3 separate regions of the Macaca mulatta genome follow, and regions 2 and 3 are each linked to region 1. The links are chromatin contacts, called in public Hi-C maps. All regions are on one chromosome and are shown on one strand. Each heading gives the region's core, a stretch centred on a gene start, on an enhancer-like site or on the middle of the called end of the contact. The rest is flanking DNA. Distances are from core to core; before and after follow the strand shown.

Evidence for each region. A called contact is a pair of places that touch in the nucleus more often than the background predicts.
Region 2: a contact with region 1 is called in a Hi-C map of fetal cortex germinal zone, with 5 times the contacts expected there. The contact joins the promoter of TSSC4 here to the promoter of SLC67A1-AS in region 1. A contact is called at or near these places in 2 of 14 Hi-C or Micro-C datasets (fetal cortex germinal zone and fetal cortical plate).
Region 3: a Hi-C map of CD4 T cells shows a contact between it and region 1, with 8 times the contacts expected there. The contact joins the enhancer-like site here to the promoter of SLC67A1-AS in region 1. A contact is called at or near these places in 8 of 14 Hi-C or Micro-C datasets (CD4 T cells, blood, cortical neurons and 4 more).

Annotation. Positions count from the first base shown.
Region 1 is chr14:2,805,554-2,809,044 of T2T-MMU8v2.0, reverse strand. SLC67A1-AS (SLC67A1 antisense RNA) reads left to right here and starts at 1,831. Exons shown (of 2, transcript XR_013404543.1): 1 at 1,831-2,151. SLC22A18 (solute carrier family 22 member 18) reads right to left here and starts at 1,911. Exons shown (of 11, transcript XM_077961729.1): 1 at 1,737-1,911; 2 at 1,188-1,250.
Region 2 is chr14:2,307,083-2,310,573 of T2T-MMU8v2.0, reverse strand. TSSC4 (tumor suppressing subtransferable candidate 4) reads right to left here and starts at 1,893. Exons shown (of 4, transcript NM_001193980.2): 1 at 1,854-1,893; 2 at 682-822; 3 at 174-330; 4 at 1-13.
Region 3 is chr14:2,443,602-2,447,092 of T2T-MMU8v2.0, reverse strand. The region is part of intron 2 of KCNQ1 (potassium voltage-gated channel subfamily Q member 1); the gene reads right to left. Among named protein-coding and RNA genes, the nearest start is that of KCNQ1, 91 kb to the right of the region's middle. Within about 2 kb of position 1,837, at least 13 of the 40 cell types and tissues checked have an H3K27ac peak or open chromatin away from gene starts, as enhancers often do. A contact at or near this core is called in CD4 T cells and fetal cortical plate, where this site is marked.

The sequences.
Region 1 (3,491 bases), core at 582-3,081:
GAGGTGGTAGAGGGTGTTGTGTAGCCTGGCCCTGCCAAGGGTCTGCACAGAGCCCCAGAAGAGTGACCAGGAGACAGGCGCAGTTCTGGGAACAGCTCTGGGCCCCTCCTCACTTCTCTCCCCAGACCCGGAGGCTGCTAGGAGCAGCTGAGAGCCCGCTTTTCCCCATTTCACCCTGCCTGCCACTTCCCCACCCTTGCAGGGGCCACCAGAGACGCAGGCACACAGGTAAACAGGCTTCATGCCGCCCTCCGCAGCAGGAGCCGCTTGAGCACACACACCACGTGCTGAGCACACTTGGCCCAGGCCCTGACCTTGGTCTGGGCACCATTCTCTGTGCCCCCTGACTGTCACTAAGGAGGGAGATGCTCACTCAGGACTCCTGCCCCACCTACCTGCGGCTAGGCACAGGCTCAAATGTCAAAACCAATGTCATGTGTCAATCATCACTCAACAGAACAGAAAACTGCAGGAGTGAGACAGGGTGAGACAGACACCGCAGAGGCAAGTGAGAGCCGGCCAAAATCCTGGTGGGCAGGGGGCCAGAGCCAGGTAGCCCAAGGCCGGCTGGTGAAGCTATTCTAAGTCATGTGGGAGTGGGTCAGGCTACCCTTGGTTCAGCAGCTCAGGTGTCGGGGATCAGAAAATAATACCCCAAAATGAAGCAGCTTCAGAAGCAGCTTCGGAAGCAAAAGGTTTTTTCTCTGACCTTCTCTTGCTCTGCTGTCTCTCAGCGCCATTCTTGCCCGAAGCAGGTCATAGAAACTAGAATCCATTTTCCCCAGGGCAGGTCATAGAAATCGGAGCCCCCCTTTCCCCACAGCCAGACATCAAACCTAAAAATATTGCTCCACCTTTGTGTTCAGAAACTGGCCATAAAGAAATTATCTGACCTGCCTTGTTTGACTGTAGGGCATAAGACCCCATTCCAGGAGGGTCCTACCCCACGCCCAGAGGGAAGGAATGCTGCTCAGAAAGTTCGAGAAATCTAGACCAACAACCCTCGCTGCGCTTCCCCTTGTGGTCCAGTAGCATTAGCGCAGGTCCTTTGATTAATCTGTGTTCCCTCATGGATGTCCATATTTTGTTGAGCCTAAGCATCAAAAATGGCAATTTTCCCCATATCTTTGGGTCTTCGTCCTGAAGGCTCCTGTTCACACACGTCAATAAATTTGGGGACCAAATACCTTTTGTCCAATGAATCCGCCTTCTGTGAGTTTGTTTCTCAGCAAGCCCACAGGTGCAGTGCCCTGCGCGAGGAGATTCCAGCTGAAACAGTGCAAATGTGTTTGCATCTGGAGTGTGTGTCCCCAGATCCTCTGCCAAGCTCGGTTTCAAGAATAGTCACCACTGGCCTCCCTGGGGACCTGGGGAGGGTGCAGTCAAGCTGAGAGCCCAGAGCCCAAAGTCGAGAGCCCAGCTCCAGCCAGGATTTCCTGGAAGGACTGCACAGAAAGGCCCGTAGAAGAAGGTGGGGGTGGGTGACAGGAGTCTCAGAGTGTCTTAGATTTGGGACTCCTGGGGGAGGATGGGCATCCACATGAACCCTTACTCCATGGGGCAGGTGTGAGGGACTGTCCCCAACAGCTTCCAGACGCCTCCTGGGTTCCCTGGGGAGGGCTTAGAGGGTGAAGCGGCAGAAGGAGATGGGATGAGTTACCAAACTGCCCAGAGGTGCGTGAGGGAGGCTGAGGGTCCTCTGGCGCTGAGGGGTGGCGGGGGTCCTGGGAACTTACACTGTCTTCCTCCAGGTGAAGCAGGGTCTCAGGTAGCCGGGGAACTGGTTGAGCAGAGGAAATTGGATAGACTTTTTTTTTTTTTTTGTCATGAATGGGCTCGGTGTGGGTAGGGGAACTTCCTGTTTCTGAGGGAATGTGGGAAAATTGCCCTTTGGGCTGGGTGAAGAAAAAAGCAAGTAGAACCCTGGGACCCCTGGACTTCCTCCTCCAGAGGAAGCGGCTTCGGTTATGGGCCAGTGAGCCTGTGCGTCCCCAGCCCTAGGGCGTTCACTGCTTCGGAGAAGCAGGGCAACAGTTCTGCCAGATGAGAGGATCCAGGCTGACTGGAGGAAGGAAGGGCCTTATCTCATCTGGGCTCAGGTTTGGGAGAGAAGGCCTCTCAGAGGAGGTGCTGCCTCAGCCAGTCTTAAAGGTCGGGTATGGGAAGGGCATCCTGGCTGAGAGAATAGCCTGGATAATGGCTTAGAGGTGAGCCTAGGCTTGGAGTGTTCAGGAAGCTGAGCCACTGGAAGGGGCTGGCACCAAGGGTGTACAGTGGGGTGACGGGGCAGAAAGTGAGTCTAGAGAGAGGGATCGCCCTATTAGGGCTGGCAGGGACACAGCCAGATGTGCACTGAGAAGTGTTGCTCTGAAGGCCTCACCCTGGAGGCTGGGACCTCTGAGGGTCTCCTGAATGAGAGGAGGCCAGCTTCAGAGCTGACCCCTGCCTACACCACTGCCTGGACGTTTGAAATGGCTTTAGGCCTATCTTAACCCAACACACACTTATTAAGCACCTACTGTGTGCATGCCCCGTGCCAGCTGTTTGGGATGACAACTGGCAAAGGTGACCACCCGTTCGTAGCTTGCATTATTAGAGTGCATGTGCAGGTTTCGGGGAGGCAGAAGATCCGGGTCACCACAATGAATAAGGAAGTAACTCACCACCTACGGGCACTTGAGTTCTTCCTGTGTGTGCAGTGGACACTGCTGCAGGGTTCTGAGCCCCTTCTGTTCCCCAGGGAGCCTCTGGCTGATGTGCTGATGAGGGATTGAGGGGAGGGGGCAGTGCAGGAGGTCTCTGCTGTGGTCCAGATGAGAGGCGGTGTGGACTTGGATGGGGCATGGGGGGATTCGAGGGGCAGGTTTGGAACCTCCCTGGAAGGAGGGCTGACAGGCTTCCTGCTGATTGGGGCCTGGGCTGAGAGGGCCAAATGAGGGGGCCTCCAGGGCGAGGCTGCTGAGAAGGGGTGGCTGGGGGCGACATGAGGGGAGGGAACCCTGTAGGTCCATCCAGGGGAGGGGCCTGTGGGCCAGAACAGAGGGCAGAGTGTGCAGTTTGTGGCTGTGGTCTGAGCTGGACATGAGGGTGTCATTCATGCTGAGGTCTTACTTAGAGCTCCCACCCTGGATGAGATGACCAGGAGTGGATGGGGCTAGAGAGGAGAGGGGCCAAGGGCTAAGGCTGGACTCCAGCATGAGGAGGAGGTGGCCGGGGCTCTGACCAGGGAAAGGGAGGGAAAAATAAAGGAGCCAGACCTGGAGAGGAGAGGCAGGTGAGTGGCGGCCTGGGAGCTTCCTTGGGGCCGAGTGCTGGAGTCACTGGTGGCTTTGGCAAGAGTGTCATGGGCCTAGGGGCTGACCCTCGGGATTCAAGCAGGAGGAATGGGCTGGACACCCTTCTGAAGGGTTTTGCACCAAAAGGGGGCTGAGAAATGGGACTGTGGCTGGAGGGGAAGTGGGATGAAGAGAGAAAACCTTTGTTTACAATTT
Region 2 (3,491 bases), core at 644-3,143, 500 kb after region 1:
GGCCACGCCACACCTAAACCAAAACGGCCCAGGAAGTTTGTCTCTCAGGAGGAAAAGTATTGAGAATGAGTTCCCCCTGCAGATCCACTGCCCCTGGACAAGTAGAGAATCAACTGACAGAACCGTCCCACACAGGGTGGAGTCCCGCCTCCCCCTCCAAGCCCTCCTCTCACCTCTCTTGGCTGCTGGGTGCCAGTGGTTGACACTGGAGTGTGACTGGACAGCCAAGTGGGCCAGGTGAATGGAGCCCTGCTGAAGGTCCTCAGTGGCACAGGCGTGGTCGTCTCAGGCCTGGGAGTGCCCCAGCATTGCCGCTGTTCAGCTGCTCAACTGCAGGTGGGTGGGGTGGGGGAGAGGACCAACCTCAGACCAGAGCACACATGTGTGAAACAGGTTGTGTCCAGTGCCAGCACATTGTCACCCCTTAAGGTGCCAGGCAGGACCGACCTAAGTCTGGGTTTTCAGAGCCCCTGACAGGCTAGGACTCAGGGTAGGGACTTTTGACTCGTTACCTCATTTAATCGTGCCAACCCTCTGCAGGCAAGCTTGGAGCTACTAAGCGATTTTAGTAGTAAGCAGCCACCCAGGGCTTAAACCCAGGGCCGAGATCAGGCAGGAAGGCCACTTATAAGCTGCTTGCTGTGCAGGGTGAGCAGTTGGTACTCCACAAAGAGCCGGCACCTTCCTGATCCATGGGGAAAAGGTTTGCTCCTATTTGCTGGAAGATCCCCGGGAGCTCCCAAGGAATCTGCAGCCAAGGCCCTGGCATCTGAGGGTCAAGCTCTCAGGAAAGTGGGGTGTCGACCATCACCTTGAGCAGCCCTGCTAGGCAGAAGCAAATCCCCGCAGCTCCTGGAGCGACCTCCAGTGACCTTCCTCCTGTAACACTCAGCACATACCTTGCCTTTCCAGCTGGGCAGACAAATGCTGCCTCCTGTACCCATTTAGCGGTAGAGTGACTAGGTGCCTCAGAGCTTGCGTTTCCAAGCAAAAAAGACGGCCCATCCACACCCTTCTTCACTGTCCTCGGCCATCCATCCACTGACTCCTCTCCTGCTACCAACACTCCTTGCCCGCCCAGAGTGACCTGTGTCTTGTGCACCCAACAAGGATGGGGTCAGGGGTACTATTAGGGACTGTCAGTGCCCTCCACCAGGTCAAACACAGGAAGGACCTCAATTCCTCTGAGGCCTGACTCTCCTCAGTGAAGAAGCCACCCCAGGGAAAGGCGATACCCAGTACCCCCCACACTGATGACCGTTTTAAAACTGGCAGGAATGGGGCGGGGGCCATAATTTGCCCAAGTCACACAGTATGTTGCAGACGAAGCTGGAGTTCCAACCAGACCCCTGCTTCCCAGATTCGCACTCCCGTCCTCTGCAGCAGAACGCCGCCGCGGCCAGAAGCAGCCTGGTCAGCGGGGCACTCCGAGGGGGAGCGGGGATCGGGCTGCAAGACAGGGACTCCAGGAGTCCGTTCTCGGGGTTCTCGGCGAGATCCGGCAATGAGTGGAAGGGCAGAGTTGACTCCTTCATGTCTGGAGACTGAAGGAAGCCGTCTGTTTCTCCACATGAATGCAGAGCCGGGCCTTTCTCCACTCTATGTGCCAGCAAGACCTCCCCGCCAGGGAAAGAACGAACTCTCAGTGCCAAGTTGGCTCTCGGTGCGAAGTCGGGCTGGACAGGCCCGGGTCCGGGCCTCAAGAGGATGCTGTGGGTGCCAAGGGCCCGGTCGCAAGGTACGGGGGTTGGCAAGCACAGCGGGGCCTCCGAGCTCAATTTAAAGCTGCGCTCGGTGACCTTCCGGAGGCTCGGCCGGCCACCGTGGCCCGTCCTCCATCAGCACAAACCTACCGGCTCAAGGATGCACGGCAATCTCCATCTTGGTCGGCGCCGCACGTCCGCGCGGCGCGCTCAGCCCTCTGGGAAACCGAGTGCTCTGCCGGCGGAGCGCCGCGGTTTCCGCACCTGCAGAACTACAACTCCCACAAGGCACTGGGCCTCCACTCCCGACGCCTGTCGGGATGTGTAGCCCTGTGCGCATGCGCCCGCCCCTCTACGCCCCGGCCCTTGGGTCCGGCTCGGAAGCGGCCCCGGAAACGACGGCATTTGTTGGGGAACCAAGACCGGAATTGACCAAGAAGAACAGGAAGAGGAGGGGCCAGGCCTGCAATTCCCAGAATGCTCGACGGCTAACCGACAACCGGGCCGGCTTCCCGTGGTCCCAGCGCCACCTGCCGGAAACCGCGAGAACAGCGGCCGCCCCAGGCAGGAAGTGCATCATCTCGTATGGAGAACGAATGCCGTTCCCAGCACTTCCGGTCATGACCGGAAGCGGTAACTGTCGCTCCTCCTGGGCTTCGTCAATGCAGCGAGGCGGGGCTCCCCGGGATCCCACGGTCCCGCTCAGGCCAGACGCAGAGGCGGTCCCAGCCCGAGATGAAGACGCGGGGTCGTGGCCGCTGGGTCACGGGTGAAGGGGGCTTTACCCGCTGGTTGGGCCGACGCTTTCCCACCCCTAGGGGTTTACTGGGCCCTGGCCGCAAACTTGTGGGGCGTCGTCCTCACACAATTGCCCGGCCACCCTGACACCTCTGGGCCCTCAGCTCTGGTGCACTGGTCCGGGCTCCGGGAGGCACTGAGACGTCCCCCGAGGGCTCTGCGGGGAAGCTGGGGCCAGGTCCCTGGTCCTTCCGGGCAGGATGGAGGCCGCTGAATGCTCAAGCTTCCAAGTCAGCGTGGCTGGGTGGGCGGCAGCCGGGAAGGTTTGGCCTCCGCCGTGCTTGGGAGCCTGTCCAGGGGGCAGGTCAGATGCCCGCCCTGAAAGGGAAGACGAGGGCCCAGGTTCTCCCTTCGACAAGCCGCGTCTCCCTTGGCCACTGGCCCTGTTGGCACCTTGTGCTCCTTCTCAGCTGGGAGAGTTCATGCCCCACACAGTCAAGGAATCTGAGTTCCCCGTGGCTGCTAGACCTCTGGTCCCTCTGAAAGGCTCGAGAGAGAACTCCCCCAGGGCCTGCTGTCCTGGCATCCGCTGGGAAATAGGATTCAAGGACCTGCTGTGGCTCAGCCTAGAGAAAAGGAGGGGAAGCAGGACCCCCTCCTCGGCCCCCGGTCTGCTGTGCACCTTTGGGATACCTTATTCCTTAAACTGCTCTTCCCTCCCCACAGGGAACATAGTGGAAAGTAGAGAGGGGGCTCCTTGAACCATCCTGTTACCCCAACCAGTGCAGGCTTGGAAGTTGGGAGCAGCAGGGGAGGAGGGCCTGCTGAGAGACTCTGTAACCCCCTAAATTGCAGGGCTGGGGACAGTTTCCAAATTGGCCCGCAAAGAGGCTGCTGGGAGCCCTAGACATGAATTCCCAGGCACTCATTTCCTCCAGGGGTCAGTTAAATGTGCCAGCATCTCCCGCCCCACAACTAGGGAAAAGCAGCCTGACCCAGAGCAAGCCCCACCCCACGATGTAGGGGAAGATAGGAGAGTCTAGACCAAGC
Region 3 (3,491 bases), core at 588-3,087, 360 kb after region 1:
GGAGGGCCCACATCTGTCAAGTCCTCTGTCAAGTCCTAGTTCCAGGGTCTCAGTGCAGACAGGAACCAGGGCTCCGGCCCACACATACACAGGGCCCTGCAGTGAGGATCCCAGGGGTGCAGAATCCAAGTCCAGTTCTGCCTTTCATGAGCCCATGGTCTGCTTGCACATAGATCCTGGCACACAGTAGGTGCTTAATAAAGATTTGCTGGCTGAACAAATGCAGGCGGAAAGAACCCTGCCAGGGAGCTGACAACTGCGTTCTGAAGCCTCAGAGTGGCCTGGGCGGTGGGGACCGGTCTTGGCTGGGTAGCTCCCAAGTGACAGGGACAAAAAGGCAAGCGAGCCCACAACCCCACAGAGGGACACGACGCTTCCCAGAGCACCCTGCAGCCCTGAGGAGGGAGTGGGTACCCCCGTCCCCGGGCAACTAGTCTAGTGAGGAGTTGCCCCTGAAGCAAGTGTGCAGGACGGGGCTTTGTCAGACCCGTAGGAGCTCACCAGGCCGGGAGGAAGAGAACCCCTAGCGGGCGGCAGCTGCAGAGGGAATCAGACCTCGGGGTGGGTTGAGGAAAATCCTGAGTCACCCACTGGTTCCCCAATGCGGGCGAAGGTGCCTTCACTTCTGCGTCTTTTCCCGGCAGCAGCAGTAAGGGCGCTGCGGGAAACCGCCTGAGGCCGTGCGCAGAGCAGGCTTCTCATCACAGCAGCTGCGGGTCCCAGGTGGAAAACACCAGGTGAGGACCTGCGGGCCTGCGGGCGCCCTGAGCAAGCGGAGGCCAGAGCGCTGAGGACAGGACCCCACCTTCTTCCACAGAGAGGAGCCCGCCCGGGGCCGTCACGGAGGCCCAGAGACTCTCCACAGGGTCTCACTTTGCTGCTGGGAGGGAAACTGAGGCCTCGCTCTGTGCTGGGAGGGAAACTGAGGCCTCGCTCTGTGCTGGGAGGGAAACTGAGGCCTCGCTCTGTGCTGAAGGGACAGCAGAAACCCAGGCAGTGAAGGCTCCAGCTGGCGGGAGGGGTGGGCCACCGGGCGGGGTGGAGGGAGCCTCAGCAGAGGGGAGGAAGCCGCAGCGATGACCTCATCCCCTAGGCCTCCGGGGCCGCCGCTCATGGGGTTTTTTAACCACAGGCATTGCAGGACAATTCCCTGGTATGTTCCCCACCAAAGGCGCGGACGAGCCATGTTTGTGTTGTGCTTTTGAGTGCCTCTCTCTTTGTGTGGGGTTTGACAAAAGCCGTGATCCTGGAGACAAAAGCCAGGCCTTCACCTGGGCCAGGGCAGGGTCTCCTCCTGCAGAGAGCAGGGGGGGCCGTTTCTGGCAGCAGCCGGCCTCAGCAAGAAACAGGAGAGCCACCCAAACCGGGAACTCCTTCCCAAGCAAGAACACGCAAAGCACACACACGTCAGACACACGCGTGCGCACACACAGCAGGCACATGTGTATGTATGTGCGCACAGAGCTACCGACAAGCACACACACGTACACAGTACACACATGCACACGTGTGCCACTTCCACAGACGTGGGCACACAGATATGCACACGCATGTACGTAAATACGTGCACACACAGCCCCCTCTGAATTCAGAAACTAGGCTGGGGCCCTCTTTGCAGCCCAGGAAGTGGCTCTCCTCCCTGGGAGGCCATGAGCAAATCTCCCCTGCCCAGCAGATTTCCGACGTGCTGTTCACGTGCTGTTCACGGTGTGGGCCGGACCCCAGCCGAGACCAGATTCCTCCCGAAATGGCTTTTTCAGGCCCACCGCATATCCCTGGTTCAGCAGAATGCCTAATCCCTCCGAGGCCGCGCTGGGGTTTCCTTAGCCGTGCTGAGATAACAGCTTTCTGGCACTGCAAAGCAGGGCGGACGAAAAGAAACGAGAAAACAGGGGCTCCCTGGGAACACGCCGCTTTGATTAACTTTTTCCCCAACATTTAAACACCGTGCTCCCGGAATCCCTCACGCGGGTCCTGCACCCTGCGGGCCCCTCCTGGGTTCCCCAAGGCTGCGGTTTGGGCTCCCCGCGCTCAGCACTCCTTGGCGGGGGCCGGCAGCTCCGGAGTTGCATGTAACCCGAGCGCCCTCTGGCGTCTGCAGGCGTCCCCGCCACCTGGCCCCAGGGGCTGCAAACACTTTTGCTGCTTCTGCCTCCCCCCAGTGCCTCCAACCGTCCTTCCTGCAACCCTGCACAGCCCCCCTCTGCTGGACTCAAGAACCCAACAGCCGTCCTCACTCCTCCAGGCCTGAAGCCTCAGGAACCTACTGTCAGCCCCTTCCCCAGGAAGTCCCCAACTTCTGCCTGTGCTCTGAGCCCCGCTGCCCTGCGCCTGCCCTGCGCCTGCCCTGCGCCTGCCCTGCGCCTGCTGTCCACTGGAAGCTGTGAGCCCTGGGAGGGGTCCCTGCCTGCCCTGCAAGCACCTGTTTACCTCCTTCTCACTGTGCCCCTCCCACCTGAGCGCCCCCTCCTCCAAGCAAGTGGTCCCTGTCCCTGCGGATAGTCCCCACCCAGAGCCTATGCCTCAGTCTCGGCTCTGCCTTTGATGATGACTGAGTGACAGCTGGACCCTCAAATCCCCTTGAAGGATTTGACTCCACGAGGCCAGTGCTTCGAGAGACTGCTGGGAAGTGTGGCGAGGCAAGTGGGAGGGCGTCTCCCACCCCTCCACCATGCAGGGGCAGCTGAGACCAGGAGCACATACCAAACTGGGGTGTCCTCATTGGGCAACTCTGGCCTATGGACTTGAGGCAGGGAGGGACATGCACAGCCAGGAAGCACCATGCTGAGCCTGTGGGGATAGCGCAGCCACGGGGTCCTGCCCTCAGGGAGTGTGGAATGGCCTGAGGCAGACAGATGCTTCTGAGCCTCCCAGAGCCCCACCAACCCAGAACAGGGCAGGTTGGCGGGGATGCTGCGCAGGATGGCCCCAAGCAGAGGCCTGAAACCTGACAAGAGGCTGAGTGCTGACACTCCCGAGGACAGCCAGGCCCAGGACAGAGGGCATGCGAAGGCCCTGGGGCAGCCAGGAATGTCCAAGGCTTGGCCTGGAGTGAGTGAGCCCAGGCTGGGGGAGGTGGAGAGGGGAGGGTTACAGGTGACGGACCTGAACGTGGCACCTTGGGGAGTGTACCCTAAACGTCACAGGGAGCTTCTGGAATGATCAGATTTTTGTCTTAGAAAGTCCTCCCCAGCTGCTGTCTGCAGGGTTGCCTGGTGAGACGGGAGGTGTGGCAGGGGGGCAGCGGGCATGAGAGAAGGAGGGACAAGGGAGGCGGCCAGGGTCTCTGCCTTCCGAGCAGTAGAAAAGGCAGAGGGGACTGCAAAGGGGACTGCAGCAGAAAGGGGGCTTTCTGCTTGGGGGTGCGGGCTGCTTCTCTGCCATCCCACCCCAGCCTGAAGGAGAGGGAGCTGCAGGGCAGTGAAAGGCCTGGTTCCCGCTGACCCGGGGTCTGTGGCCACAGTTCAGCAAATAGCCACCAGGTGGCGCAC